Linked DNA regions of Triticum aestivum: region 2 is linked to region 1. A link is a contact called in public Hi-C data. All regions are on one chromosome and are shown on one strand. Each heading gives the region's core, a stretch centred on a gene start, on an enhancer-like site or on the middle of the called end of the contact. The rest is flanking DNA. Distances are from core to core; before and after follow the strand shown.

Evidence for each region. Hi-C and Micro-C count contacts between places; a contact is called where the count stands out from the background.
Region 2: a Hi-C map of leaf shows a contact between it and region 1, with 4 times the contacts expected there. The contact joins the promoter of LOC123112402 here to the promoter of LOC123112401 in region 1. A contact is called at or near these places in 5 of 5 Hi-C or Micro-C datasets (leaf, root and an unstated tissue) and 1 of 1 datasets of contacts at active chromatin or transcription factors (leaf).

What each region holds. Positions count from the first base shown.
Region 1 is chr5B:451,475,785-451,483,475 of IWGSC CS RefSeq v2.1, forward strand. LOC123112401 (transcription factor bHLH130) reads left to right here and starts at 3,382. Exons shown (of 5, transcript XM_044533379.1): 1 at 3,382-4,105; 2 at 4,316-4,830; 3 at 4,935-5,000; 4 at 5,214-5,282; 5 at 5,623-6,029. The coding sequence starts at 3,592. The coding sequence ends at 5,691.
Region 2 is chr5B:451,610,927-451,618,617 of IWGSC CS RefSeq v2.1, forward strand. LOC123112402 (glucosamine 6-phosphate N-acetyltransferase 1-like) reads right to left here and starts at 3,665. Exons shown (of 1, transcript XM_044533380.1): 1 at 2,898-3,665. The coding sequence starts at 3,649. The coding sequence ends at 3,155. LOC123116405 reads left to right here and starts at 3,843. Exons shown (of 7, transcript XM_044537369.1): 1 at 3,843-4,276; 2 at 4,505-4,717; 3 at 4,795-4,944; 4 at 5,126-5,245; 5 at 5,323-5,409; 6 at 5,514-5,968; 7 at 6,666-7,014. The coding sequence starts at 3,905. The coding sequence ends at 5,936.

The DNA.
Region 1 (7,691 bases), core at 2,132-4,631:
CTCTTCAGTATAGCTCATTTTGCTAATGTATGATCCAGCACCTAGATGAATTTTATGTTGCATGGTGTACTATGAAAATAGGGGTTTAGATTTGAGGATTATTGTTGTATCGACACAGCTCAACGCGTACGCGGGCGTATAGAGTCTGCGGACGTAGAGAGAGTCAAATTTGACTAGTCCGAGATGCTCTTATCCTTCAAATTTTATCTTGCCTGGATTCGATTATCAGATCCTGCCTGTTTGTTTGCCCGAATTTAGTACTCCCCGATCGCAAGACATGTTCAGAAACCGGAATCCATGGCGTGGACAGCAGAGCAGGTCAGCCAGTGATATCTTTTGACATATAGTATTCTCAGGTGTCAGGGCAGCCGCGGGGAGAAGATATGATAGGCTGCCTAGATCCTACAGATCGCGTCTCTGCATTTGCACGCATGTGCTCCGCTTGTGACTGAGCTCTTTTGTACTGCAGTGATTTCCCGTTTGCAGTGAACTGATTTGTTTACGTGTTCACTCTCCGAGTTTTTTTTTTCCTTTTTTGAGGGGTACTCCGAGTCTGTGGCCGTTCGTTTTTTTTTTTTGAGGAAGGTCTGTGGCCGTTCGTGAGTCCACGTACTCATGCAATCGTAGGCCGGACCGGAAAGTGGGCTGAACCGTCAGCATGCGTCATTGGGCCGAAAATGGAGGCTCCGGGAGCGTCAGGCAAAACTCTAGATATTTTCACACTCTCAAAAAATGAACTCTAGATTTTCTCCCTGCTGACTGGGCCGATATCTTCCTCTTTTTTGAAGATTTTTTTTAGCACTGCTATGCACACGACGGGTCCATGCACGATTCACACACGACAAGTCATCTAGACCATTGAATTGCTTCCTTTTTAAAATCTTTGTGGCTTCTAATTAGGTCGTGCACAAATCATGCATCACAGGTCGTGTGCACAACAATTTCGGGTTTTTTCTTCTTCTGTTGGAACACTATTTGTTTTCACTCCCCATATGTCCAAAAAGCGATTTGGGGGATCACAATTTAGCCCCTCCCTTGGTCGACGAGCCTTCGGTTCCTGCCCTCTATCGCTTCGGCGAAGGGTAGGAGAGAGTGCACATGTGCTTCAACTCTTGCGAATAGCTATTATTGGCTCCATGTTTCATTCATCGGTGGTACTGGATAGTAGGTTGCTCGATCGTCTTCGAATCCGACGAGCGAGGGTTGACACTCGATGCCTCCTTGGACGACGGCGGGGTCGACATGTGTCAGAAGGTTTTGGTGGTCTGAATCTAGGAGCAACGTAGAAAAGTTATTAATGGTGGGCAATGGTTCAACTAGGCCCTCCAAAGAGTCAAAATGTAACCTCAACTTCTGTAGGGGGGGGGGGGGGGTCCTTTCTACAGAACTCCATGACATCTGGTTTTCTGGTAGTATTTTGTGGCTTTTACATGTGTAATATTCTTGTCCAAAGATATGCGTGGACATTTATCTGAAAAAAACTTAGATTTCCTTTCACTTAAAGCAAAAAAAGTCTAATGGTTCTAAAAACTAAACTTTTCTGTTGTTAAAGAAAAGATAAAACCTCGATGTTAGGCATGATTTCCTGGAGATCTTTTTTCTGATGCGGCCGAAAACAAAGGGACCATATTGGCATAACAGAGTGACAGAAATGGTTTGGCAATAAGCACAAAGCAACACATTTTGACGGCAAAACAACTCATCAGTGATTCTCTTATATTGGGTTGTTTATCTGCCATTGTTTGTGAAATCTTGACGGTGAAGATGACATCGTACAGAAATGTTCATCATGGTCGACACTACCAAAAAATAGGCGCTGTTCTAGCCTCATGGTATGGCAATTTATCATACGACAAATTACCATCGCATGCTTCTGCCCGGCCAAGCAGTGAAAACACGATGAATATGGAGATCTCATGATCATGTTGAGTTACTATGGTTTGTGTTTATTTTCTCTTGTTCTTGTTCTCTAACAATACATCAACAAATGGAACTTGCAGGGGCATGCGGGTGTGGGGGAACGCACCTGTCCAACCATGCGAGGGCACAACGCGATTTACAAAGACGTTGGGTCCCACACGAGGGCACGACAAGTTTTAAATACTTGGTTGTTGAGATTTATAATTTTGTCGGGCGCTCGAACCAAGTTTTAGAAGTTGAAACTTAAGAAAGTTTTAAAAACTCATCAAAAAGTATTTCAAACGGATCTCATTAAAAGCCTTCATCATCAGAAACATTAATATGCAAATGAAACTTAATTTAAACTTTTGATTCAAAATATATGAAGATTACAAATCAAGAGCCAAAAGAAAAACAAGGGTCACGTGCCCAGCACCTGCATGCTACAAATTCCCTCTGCATCAATAAACGCAACAGTTCAATGCCTCATCTTGTAAAGTGTGACACCCCAGGTAGAGTGTGTTTAACGATCTTGGGGTGACCTATGGAGGTTGGTGGCTCATAGGGATTTTCAAAATCTTTCAAGGCCGGCTGATGTAGTTTTTTGAAACACATGGAATTTCTCTGAGCTCACACTGAAACCTCTAGGGAATAATATTGCGCATAAGAATGGATTCCATATGAATTTAATTGCCCCAATCCAACTACCCAAAGGACTTTCATAGGGGAAAACCAACAGGACCAATTTTTTTTCTAAAAACCTATAAAAATCTTACAATTCATAAAAGGTATGCAAAAAATTGATATGCAAAACGTATGTTGTTTAATGGGTAGTACTGAGTCAGACGAGAATGGGTAAGATGAGTTTTAAGAGCATCTCAAACAGCTCCTGCAAAAGCTTCCTGTAAAAGTGGTTTTACAGTGTGTTACTCCCTCTGTAAAGAAATATAAAAGCGTTTAGATCACTACTTTAGAAAAAGTTGGGTGTTTTCTCAGTTTTCATAAAAACTCATCTAGGAAAGTGCCTTTTTGCGGCGGGGCGGCGGCGGCGGCTGACAGCGGATGGCGGTAGTCGGCAGTGTGGCGGTCGGCGGAGGCGCGGTGGGTGTAGTGGCGGCGTGGCCGGACTCTTGTGGCGGCTAGGTGACGGGTGCTGACGTGAAAGTTTTACGAAAATGATCATCTTTCCGTAAATATGCGATAAATTTTGGAGAATTTACAGGATTCCGTAAAAAGTTTGTGCGTTTAAGAAAACTGCTGGACAGTTTTTTTTCGCTCAACTTCCTCCTTTACGATGGCTTCGGATTGTGCTACGAACACTCATCGATGAAAGAGAAATATAGAGAGCAGGGAACGGTGGCCATGGCCGGCGGCATCATAGGTGCGGGTACCCTAGGACGGATCAAAGCGGTACCCTATCCACGACGGCACTTCCATCGTCGCCCCGGTAAACATCCGCCATTATAAATACCGCCGAAGCTCCCACTCCCACACGCCTAAACCGCTACGCGTACGCCCCCGGCCAAAACCAAAAGCCCCTCTCCCTTTCCGCCATTAAAATACTCGGGCCGGAAGAAACTCCCCGAAGCACCAGTGACCGTGCTAGGCTGCTAGCGTTGCGTATTGGTGCTGGTGGTATCGAGTTTCGTGCGGCGGCCACCGGTGTAACCTTTGGGAGGTGTTGGGTGGGGGATGTACGGCGCGCCGCTGTCCAAGGACCTCAACCTGCCAGTCCAGCACCAGCCGGCGGCGAACGGCGTGCGCACGCCGCCGCAGATGAGCTCCCCCGGCCTGCTGCGGTACCGGTCGGCCCCGAGCGCCATGTTCGGCGACGTGTGCGGGGACTTCCTCCCGGCCTCCGCGGGCGCTGGCGTGGGGCACCGCCAGGGCAGCCCGGACCACGCCGCCGACACCGGCTTCGCCCGCCTCCTCTCCGGCCACCACACCCAGCACCAGCCCGAGATGAGGGACAAGCCTCCCCGCCCCGCCGCCAGCCACTTCGCCGAGGACGCCGCCGCCTCCATGGCCTCGCAGCAGCAGCAGCTCATGTACCAGTCGCAGCAGCAGATGGCCGCCATGGAGGGGCTATTCCGCACGGCAAGCTCCGGCGCCACGGACCCCGTCGCCACCGGCGGCGGCAACGACAGCCTGCTCCGGCAGAGCAGCTCCCCCGCCGGGTTCCTCAACCATCTGAACATGGACAACGGTTGGTGCCTTAACCCCTTCTCCATTAGTCCTCACGAGCTCTCTTTCTTGGTTCTCGCGCTCGCCATGTAGCGGCACTGCAGCAGCAATCATGAGCTCGCTAGCTAGCTGGGAGTAGACAGCTTGAGTAGCTAGCTGCTTTCCATTTCTGGAACCGTCGCGTCGAGCAGTTAATGGAATACTGGTGCTGCTCTACTCCTAAACCCCGCAGGCTACGGGAGCATGCTCAGGGCGGGCATGGGCGGCGCCGCTGGCGGGGGAGGATACAGGAACGGCGACACGCGGCTCAAGGGGCAGCTGAGCTTCTCGTCGCGGCAGGGGTCGGTGATGTCGCAGATCTCGGAGATGGTGAGCGAGGAACTGGGCGATGGCGACAGCGGCGACGACGAGGCCGGCAGCAACGGAGCCGGCTACGGCGGCATCCCCGGGTACCCGGTGGTCGCCCCCTCGGCCGGCGCCGGCTGGGACGAGCCCTCGCCGTCCCCGTCGCCCTCGCTGCTGACGTCCGACGGCCTGCCCGGGCCGGCCGCGAAGCGGCGCCCGCGCGACGGCCCCGCCAACGGCGCGGCGCGGCAGCTGAAGCCGCAGTTCAGCCTGCCGGTCGGCAGCAAGCCGTCGCCGGAGATTGCGGCCATCGAGAAATTCCTCCAGTTCCAGGACTCGGTGCCGTGCAAGATCCGCGCCAAGCGCGGCTGCGCCACCCACCCCCGCAGCATCGCCGAACGGGTCCGTATACTCCACACAGCTCACCAGTCACCACCATGCCATGCCGTTACGTTACGCCTGTATCTCGCCGGCCGATCGATCTTGACGTCGTGGTGTGCGTGCAGGTGAGGAGGACGAAGATCAGCGAGCGTATACGGAAGCTGCAGGAGCTCGTCCCCAACATGGAGAAGGTAACCAACCAACCAATCAATCAAAGCCGTACGGCACAAACGCCGAGGCCGTACCGGCACGGCCGTGGCCCTGCCGGTGCCAGGGATTTAACCCATTAGTAGTAAAAACAGTTGGGCCGCGCATGATTAGTTCTTTCCCCCATTTGGCCCGCGCGCCATGGGAGGACCACGCCCGCCCTGTGACTGATTTTTACTCGCTTGCCATGGCTGCAGCAAACCAACACCTCCGACATGTTGGATCTGGCTGTCGACTACATCAAGGAGCTCCAGATGCAGGTCAAGGTACGTATATGTATGTACGTATGTATGTTCTACAGATAATGCTACATTTTCGCTTCCGGAGACGAGGATAATGCGGCCATTTGCGTCGCTGTTTGTGCGCGTGGAAGCTCGCCGGAGATGTTAGGATCAGCCGGATCTGCCCTGTGAACTGGGGCAGGGGCAACTTTAATTAGGCCGATATCCAAACCACACGCGCATGGCATGCATGCCGTAGCTCCTACAAGTCCTAACTAACAAATTGACCAATTAGAAGCACCTTTTTTTTTATCCGCCGACCATTTTGAATTTTCTCCAAGTTGGTTGCTAACGGTGTGGTCTCTGTTGTTGATTTTTGCTGAAGGTGATGAAGGACGGCCGGGCGAGCTGCACCTGCGCGGCGGGCAGGCCGCCGAGGAGCTTCGCCAGCTGACGGACCAAGCTCGCCGGCGTCCCTTCCCTTCATTGCACGATCGTGGGAGCGGCCGTCGCGGAGCTGAAGACCAATGGCATGCTGTCATCAATCAAATCAACCATCCCATGATCAAGCCGTAAACAGGAGGTCGAGCTAGTTGTAGTACTACATGAAGGTCATTAAAAAGCCCGCCGAGGCCACGGGCCCCACATGTCAGCCGCATTTGCCTTAGTTCTGTAGTCTAGCTTAGGTCGTTCATCTGTGAAGTGTACATACGTGCGTGCCCCGGAATAAAATCTCACTTACACGGCTGATATTTTTGTTGTCTCTTTTCACTGTAAACAAAGGTGTTTCTACGGGGAGTTGAGTTTGTGGCGTGCAGAGTGCGGCCGTGACCGCTGAGGCCGACCGGACCGATTGACTGACTGAATTGGCTTCCCGTGACAGCATCATGCGGGGTCGGATCCGGTGAAGAACAAACCGAGGGTTGGGTTCGATGCATGCATATGTATGTATGATGTCAGCGGTCGCTGTCTCCTGGCCCTCTGCCGCGATCGTCGATCCGCCTCCGCCCCTCGGCCGAAAACCGCGGGCGCTCGCGTCGCGTCGCGTGGCGGCGTACCGGTCTCGCGCGCCTCCCGCCGCGGGTTGCGTTGCGTGGCACGGCTGTTTTTCCGCACGAGGTAGTGAAGGCACGCGTGGTCCGATCCGTTGCTCGGCCGGGCTGGATTGGATTGGAGGTTGACCCGCGCGTCTCCGTGCCGGCGGCTGCTCAATCCCTGGATCGCCTAAAAGGGCTCTCTGTTTTCTTCGCGGGATTTTTTTTTCTCGAAAAGATAAAAATTAACCGGAAGTACAAAGCATCTCAAGCATAATAAAAATACGAAAACACTAACGCCCACACGGGTGGGCGTTACCCAACTCGCCCACACATCTCGATCGTTCTTCAGTGCATTTTGCACGAATTTTGGCACGAAAAATTTGATTTCGTATGCCACGTAGCACGGGGCTGGTGTGTGGGCGTTGGAGAATTTGGCCACACGCTCGCACCACGCTGTTTGCCAGCCGCGCTGTGTGGGCGAATTAGTTTCTGCCCACACAGTCAACCACCTAGTGCATGCGCGTGTGAGCGAACTACTTTTCGCCCACACGACATTCCTACGTTATGGATGGCAACTGCAGTTAGACGAACGTGGCAACTAGATAAACACACATGGCAACTGTGATTTTTTGCTAGACGGCAACTGCAGTTGCGCGTACGGCAACCAGATAAACACACATGGCAACTATGGTTGGACCATACATGACAACTAGGTAAACACACATGGCAACTACTATTAGACCATATGTGGCAAATAGTTAATCACACACGACAACTATGGTTGGACCACACGTGGCAACTAGGTAAACATACATGGCAACTACTGTTTGACCATATGTGGCAAGTAGTTAATCACACATGGCAACTACGGTTTGATTACACGCGGCAGCTACCATAAATTAGACATGACAACTATAGTTAATCAAAACAGGCAGAGTTGCCATGCTTTTACAACTACACTTGCCATTCCGGATAACTACATCTGCCAACCAGGATGGCAACTAAATCGTCATCCCGCGGTGTACCTATCGTAGTTGCGCCAGGACGTGTGGGCATTTTTGCTTCGTGCCACACGCGCAGGATAGAGATGGATAGTACTTGTTTACGTGTGGCAAAAAGTAGCCGCGTCCACACGCGTGAGCAATTCTAATGTCCGTCCACACACAACCCGTGTGGGCTACCTCCTGCTCACACCATACACGGTGTGTGGACACATGTCGTATATACCACACGTGTGGCAGTTATCGGCATCCTAAAAATAACATCGAGATTTCAAGACCACCGAAGAACCACTACAATGAGCCGCCGAATCACCGCTCCACTACCGGAGACGGCTTGACCTTGTCGATGACAGCCGAAAAGCCTTCATGCACGTGCCCATAAGGACCAACACCCTGGCCCCGCAGTCGTCGCCTGA
Region 2 (7,691 bases), core at 2,415-4,914, 140 kb after region 1:
CCAAGATGCAGCCAGTACCTGCGCAGTTCGTCAATAATGCCTCCCTCCACCATGGGGATCCTCAATATGAAAGTTCTCAAGATTCTGTGCAGAGTGCAGACCAACCTCATCTTCTTCCATGCGATCCTGCTCCATGGCAGGATCTTGCTCCGCACTCGCGCCGACTTCATGGCAGGACCAAAGCGCGCAATTTTCTGAAATAGCATTATAAGCAGAAAAGAGCGAGTAAGTATGGATTTCAGAAGCTCTGCTCTAGGAAAATTTTCATTTCCAAGCTTTCGACGATAATATATATTGTACTCTTCCAGTCAGCCACACTCTTTAAAGGGCAGCCCCAGTGCATGTAGCTCCCGCTTGCGCAGGGTCTGGAGAAGGGTCCGACCACTTTGGGTCTATTGTACGCAGCCTTTTCCTACATTTCTGTAAGAGGCTGTTTCCAGGACTTGAACCCGTGACCTCATGGTCACAAGGCAGTCAGCCACACTCTCTGAATTTCAAAAACCACCGCCTGTTTACAGAAATGATCATCAGCTGGACGTACTATGAGTTCTATGACAAACAGTCAGATCAGTCCATTTTCAGAAATAAGAGTAGGTAAAAAGGAAGCAATACAGCACAAGCTGATTCAGGGATCCACTAGGCACCAGCACCCGGCGTCAGCGTCGAGCGGGATTTTTCGCACTACTTACTCAGATATAGTCCCAGTCCCACTGTTGCACCTTACCCTTCCTAGGACTGCTGTCAACTTGCCCTTCCCACTACTCACACAGGTATATGCGAGTCAACTGCAGAATATTCATCTACCACTAGGACTTTCTTCAGGCTCGGCCCTTCTCAGTTCTGACTACCCACCAGACACTAGTACAGCACAGGGCGATACAGAAATCATCGTACTGTTTCCGACCTCATCTAACAAGATATGGCCACCTTCTTTAAAAAGACCGCCAGCATAGCTGAGAACGAAATCAAAGAATGAGTTACTGTGGATGAAATAATCTAGCTCCCCGTCATGGGTCAGCATGAGTGATAGATCAAGTGAAGTCTAAAAATAAAGAAGTGAAGGTTCTAACCAGAAGGATTGAGCTGAACACTTTCTGAATCTGAAGCAAAAGTGCCGGGTTGTTGTAACTGAATATTGCATGGTCTGAAAGTTTTGAAGCTTCCAGTACAAGCGCCCATAAAGGATGCAAAGGTTTGCAGATGGGCTTAACTGTTATAAGAACATCTTCTGCCAAGGTAGCTGTATATGTATCCACCACTTGCACAAAAAGCAAAGAGCACTCACGAAAAGAGATAGAGTAACAGTGGAAATGCCACTTCCAAAGAGAGGTAAAATGAGTACTCGTTATGAATGTACCATCCATAAATCTTGTAAACGTCAAGTTTAACCATTTGTCATCGAAATTTCATTCACACAACATTCGGAATTGAGCAGCCCATACGAATGACTCGGTGGGTTCTAAGTGATTGGAGCATTAAAAAAGGGCAGCCAGGTGCACGCAGCTCCCGCTTGCGCAGGGTACCGGGAGGGGTCCGACCACTTTGGGTCTTTTGTACATAACCTTCCCCAGAATTTCTGCAAGAGGTTGTTTCCAAGACTCGAACCCTTTTAACGCTGCGCCAAGGCTCCCCTCTAAGTGATTGGAGCATTCATAGCAAGAATTTCAACTTTTGTGCACCAACCACCCTAACACAGTAACACCATCCTCCAACTCAAATAGTGCCAAAAGTTTTTCTTTTCCCTTTTTTGGTGGTGGGGAAAGATGAGTGCCAAAGGATGGTAGAAGGCCATCTTGAGATTCAAACTGTACAATTTTGTCACTAGAAGTTGAATTGCAAAAATTTAGATGACTAGCATATTCATTTACATAATCACAAAACAATGCTATAGGAAAATTTCATCAAAAGAAAAATAGTGCAGTGTGACAAAGAATGAAGTATCCCTAACATAGTAAACATGATAAGTAAACAGAAGTACATGCAGAAAAACATACTATTCTACAGCACGTTTTGTAGACATACTATTCTATAGCAAATTTCACAGGCACCTTAAAAACTCATTTATCAGTAACCCATCTTCATTTTAGAACCGTGCATATGCAAATACCTTGAACAGATCACCACATCTTCTAAACAATACCAAAAATAAAACGGACAATTACAGTTCCACATGTACCTTTTTTTTGCCGCAGTGAACATTAATTCCACCGTCCATGAGTTTCTGTTAAAATAATCTTCATTCACCAAAATCGATGTCCTGTTAAGTCACACATTCAACAGATGCTAAAATAGTCTGTCTTCTCCTCAAATATTCAGCCATTTCACTTTTTACAATCTCAACAGTGTCCAAACACAGCTAAAATAATTTGCTTTCTTATTGTGTATTCTTAATCTTCCCAGTGCAAATGTGTAATAAAAATGTTGTTACATAACTTTTTTTTCCTGCTGTTCCAAGATTACTTTTAGTACCTTCAAGTGAAATATCAAAATACGGCTCCAGCATGCGTAGCCAACAATACCAGTTGCAAGGATTGACAGATAACAGTTCGAAAAATAAAACACATCCATCCATGAGTTTCTGGTAAAAATAATCTTCATTCACTAAAATCGATGTCCTGTTAAGTCACACATTCAACAGATGCTAAAATAGTCCGCCTTCTCCCCAAATATTCAGCCCTTCCCCTTTTTACAATCTCACCAGTGTCCAAACACAGTTAGAAATGATTTGCTTTCTTATTTCGTAGTATTCTTTGTTTTACCAATGCAAACGTGTAATCAAAATGATGTTACAACATAACTTTTTTCCCCGAGGTTCCAAGATTACTTTTAGTATTTTCAAGGGAAAATTATCTGCAAGCCTGAGACTGGATATTTGGATGTAATCATCTCAATACAACTTCAACAAGCTGTGTTCATCAGAATAACAAAAAATGCGGAACATTTTGACCTGGTAGTAGTTATCAGTGCAACCCATATCGATCACTACCAGTTCATGCAAAAGCAGCAAGGATTGACAGATAACATAAATCTTTGAACTAATTGAGAGCAAACCATAAAAGCGCAAATTATTCCGTCACGTTTCATAGATATAGATACAGGCAACAGCTAGAAAACATCACCAGGGAGAGATCCATCCGAGAAGGCTGAACCTAGATCAGAAGTAGAGCCCCATCTGGACGTTCTTCTCCATGAATCCGCACTTGGCGTAGAACCCCCTCAGCTCCGGAGTGCAGTTCAGTATAACCTTGTAGCACCCCCTCGCACTCGCGTGCTCCACGAGGCGGCGCACGACGCGCTCCCCGAGCCCCCGGCCGCGCGCCGCGGCGTCCACCACCACGTCCTCCACGTGCCCCACGGTGCCGCAGCGGCGGATGAACTTGCGCTCCACGAGAACCGCCCCCGCGGCGGCGATGCGGCCCGTGCCGGCGTCCTCGGCGACGAGGACGAGGTGGTCGCCGCCCAGGGCCGCGAGCTCGGCGAAGCGGGAGCGGAAGGAGTCCTCGGTGAGGGGCGCGGAGGGGGAGAGCTGCGCGAGGAGGTCGCAGAAGCCCTTGGAGAGGTCGCCGAGCTCGAGCGGCCGGATGCGGTACGCGTCGGCGTCGACGCCGGCGCCGGCCTCCGACGCCATGGCTGCTTGCGGTTGTTCCATCGGCGTGCCGTCTGACTATTTCGGCCTGGGAGACGGAGGGACGTCAAATAAGGCCCAATTGGTGTTAGTACCAGGCCCTGTTACATTTTGATTGGGCCTTTACAGGGACTGAACTCATGGGCCGGATCTACAAAGATTCGCCCGTTACACACGTCGCTTCAACTTGGCATTTCGAAAACCACTTTCCCGAAGCCACCCGCCCAAAGCCCCAAACACAGCCGGAAAAATCCCAAAATCGAAACGCGTCACGTCTCCATGGTCGCCGCCCCCGCCCCCGCCCCCGCCGCCGGCGAGGCGACCCCGCCCCCGGAGCCGCCTCCGTCCCGCGTGTCCGTTCGCTCCTCCTCGTCGTCCTCCCGGCGCCGATGCGCCCTCTCGAGCCGTTTCCGTGAGCCGGCGAGCCCGCGGCGCCACGCGTGGGTCTCCCTCCAGGGCCGCCTCGTCGGCGCCGAGGAGGCGGCGTCCGCTGATGCGGCCGCGCCGGGCCTCCCGTCGGACGAGGCGACGGCGTGGGAGCTCTTCAGCCCGATGCACCGCGTCCTCCTCGTCGCCACCGTGGCGGCCGCCTCCTCCCGCTCCCACGCGGCCCGCCGCATCGAGCAGCTCCAGCGATCGATTCATTTCAGGGTTTGCTTCTTCTCATCTCTTCCGTTTCGATCTTATTTGGATACACAGTGGCCACCCAATGCTATCAAGTGCCTGTATAAGTTTCTGCTGTTTAAACGAGTTATTATATGAGATCTCCACCTCCACTAAGACGGTGCACATTTGTATTCTAGCAATTTTTTTTAAAAAAAAATAGCGTGTTGAATCAGCAGTACAAGTGAACAACAAAATAATGTTTTCGTTGTGCAGGATGAGGTGCTGCAAAGCATGCAGCAGAAGCTGGATGATCTGTTGTCCGAGATGCACTCCCTGCAACAGCAATATGTCAAGTGCGACAGCTTCATTTCCACCCAGAGTGAAAAGGTTGAGTTGGTAAGCAGCAAGAAGCTAATGGATGAGGAGGGAACCAGATGCTGTGCGTGCTCACAGCTGGTGACTGCTGCTACTCCTTACAAGACAAAGGTATATGTTTACAAAGAGTATGCTCCCAGAGTTGCTTTTGTCTCCCTTATATTCTCTTATGCTGGACAAATGTGCAGGATTTCTGTGGAATGGATGATGCAAAGAGCGATGTAGTTGATAGGACTAGTGTAAGTCTTGTGGATCATGAGGAGCGCCGGATGTCGGATCTCTCAGACATTTGGAGTGTCGTATCCTCTGTGGATAATCATTTAAGCGGGGACAATCAGGTAACTAAGAATGTACTTTTCCGTGGCGGAAGTATCTATTTTGTGTTTATATTCGTTTATGATTATAGTTTGTGCTGGTCATATACACCTCCATGTTTCCATGGCATATGCATTGTTTATGCTAATGTCAAATGTGCTCTTATCATCATTCTTAGTGATGACGCTTGTAAATTATATCCAGCTAAGTTCACTGGCAGCAGAACAAGAGTTGTATAACATTCAGAAGGAATGTGAAGAGAAGGATGCAATTATAAAGGAACTGACTGCAGCTGCACATACATCTAGCACTGCTGATGCCAAGGTATGTCTTATCTCAATGCTTGCATGCTACTTTGTGGGTGGCATATTCTTACAATATTTTTCTCTTTTTGTGTGTAGAGAATTGCAGAGCTGCAGGATATTCTCAAAAGGAAAAACATGGTGATATCCAAACTGAAGAAAGACATGTCAGCTCTGAAGCAGATGGTAAGCAGTTATTCTAGGTTCTACTGTGTGTACATTGTTATTTGTAAATTATTTTTTTTCAGGTCAAATGCTGACTTCTCGTGTCTTTTGTTTGATAACAATAGGTTGTTGAACTAACAAGGGCTAAAAGAGCATCTTCTGTCAACTTAAATACAGCCTGCTCTGAACTCCCAGTGATGTCAAGCAATATTTTATATGATATGAGTAGCACTAGCCCATCATCATCGGATTCTGAGTCTCCTGTAACAACGAGAGAATGCCTTAATGTGCAGCCCACTGACGGCACTCCCGGAGACTGTGAATCCACAGGAAGCTCTAGAGTATCAGTGCGAAAAACATCTCTTCCTCCAGCAAAATCATCAGTGCGCTCGACTGCCCCACTCAAAGAGAAATGTTTAAATCCGAAAGTGGAAACAAGTTTGGTTGGTAGACAGAAGCAACTTTTATCCTCTAATGGAGACTTTAAAAAGACTAGAAGACAAAGTCACCAAGATTCACGGAATAAAGCTACAAAGAGATGGATGTAGAATCTGGACTGCAAGAACTTATTACCAGATAGGTACACTGTTTATGCTTGAATTCACCTCATCTCATTATGCCACGAAGTTTAGTGTATATCTTACGTCATAGAAGAAGAAGCAACCTATCAAATATGCCATTCTGTTCAGTTCATCTTTTTGACGGGTTCTGTTCAGTTCATCTTTGTTGAATGCATAATTCTTCTCCCTCAATACATTTTTATATCAATTCTTTTTTGTGTGTGGCTGCATCTTTGTAGTTGTCACCCTTCATTAGTTCCTAGTGCTAGTCGTCACTTAATCTTCCACTCAGAAAAGGAAAGGCGTATTTAATCTTACCAATTAGATACCCTTTTTCAAGAACGTGAGAATCTAGCACTTTGATTATTCTGTCAAATGAACACATTGAACTAATTGATTGAGCGAAATGCCTAGACCCTATCCCCTGATACTCTGCATATTGGTTCCTTCCCTGATACAATTTTTAATGTCATTAGCCACCCTGTTACACAAGCCCTTTTAGGACGACACTTCTATGAATTCAACAGCTGCACACGTTCCTTTCTTGTTTGCTCACCTCTTATGTAAGTGCATTCTACTTTTTTGGTAATGATATCCATTGCATAGTGCTTGATGTTACAGCCAGTTATCTTCATTCCCCATCTTTGCTGCAATAGCAGGTAACAATTTCCTCTTGCAACTTCTTTAATTAATTACATCCATTTTCTTACATTTCAGATCAGGAAGGAAGGAAGTTGGTTGGTTAGGATAGCCTGTCAGGGTGATGCTTCCTAGCTCCTGCTGTTGTCCGGTGAAAGAAAATGGATCCATGTGATGCAAGTTGCTACATACTTTAGTTATGTCTGTCATGGAGCCAACCAATCCATGATCTAGGCTCGCCATTGGTATCTTCTCCGTTGTAAAATATGTCATTTGGATCTCAACAGTCGGCATCTCCCTGGTCATGATTCTTGAACCCATCGTTTATAGTATTTAATTGCTGGATTAGTTTATCTGACGGAATCTCGGAGCTCGTTTTAAAATTAAATGGTACTCCCTAATGTGGTTTCTGGTTCCCCATAGCAAAGCTGTCATGGTGAAGTTAGTTGTCTGGTAATGCTAAGAATTTGTCTGTCAGGGTAGCAGGCACCAATAATTGTTTCTGAATTTTGTCCATGTGACAGAATTATTTCCGGATACACAGATCATCGTGCTAGCAAAAGAGTGTTTGCCATACTTTATGTGTTTGAGTGTAGAACTGTAGATTGGGTGGGCGGCTGTGCAGAGTTGTAGTGCTGAAGCGGAGCAACGGTCTCGTGGCGGTAGGACACCGCCGGCTGATGCCGGCAAAGTCATGGTCTGGACCTGGGTTCACATGCTCTCGTCTCCAAATTTTAGCAAGTGACATCATTGGAATTTCGAAAAATAAAAATAAAACTATGCATGTAGAGAATGGACACGATAATGCTCATGTAAAAGTTGAAGCTTAAAGATACGATTTGCAAACTGTGCAAAAATCATAAGGCGGTTCTTTTTTTTAGAGGGTAAAAGAGTTTTATTCCAAATGATTAAGGTTACAATTGAGAGGCAAACGTTCATCTATACGGGGCGGACCTATATCTAGCCACACAGCACTAGTACTCTCCATACGACTATAAAAGCCAATCTATCTGCTACCTTATTTTGCTCACATTTAATCTTTAGTGAAATAAACTCCTTCTCTACTATAAGATGCTTGATTTCAGCAACTAAATGACCATATGC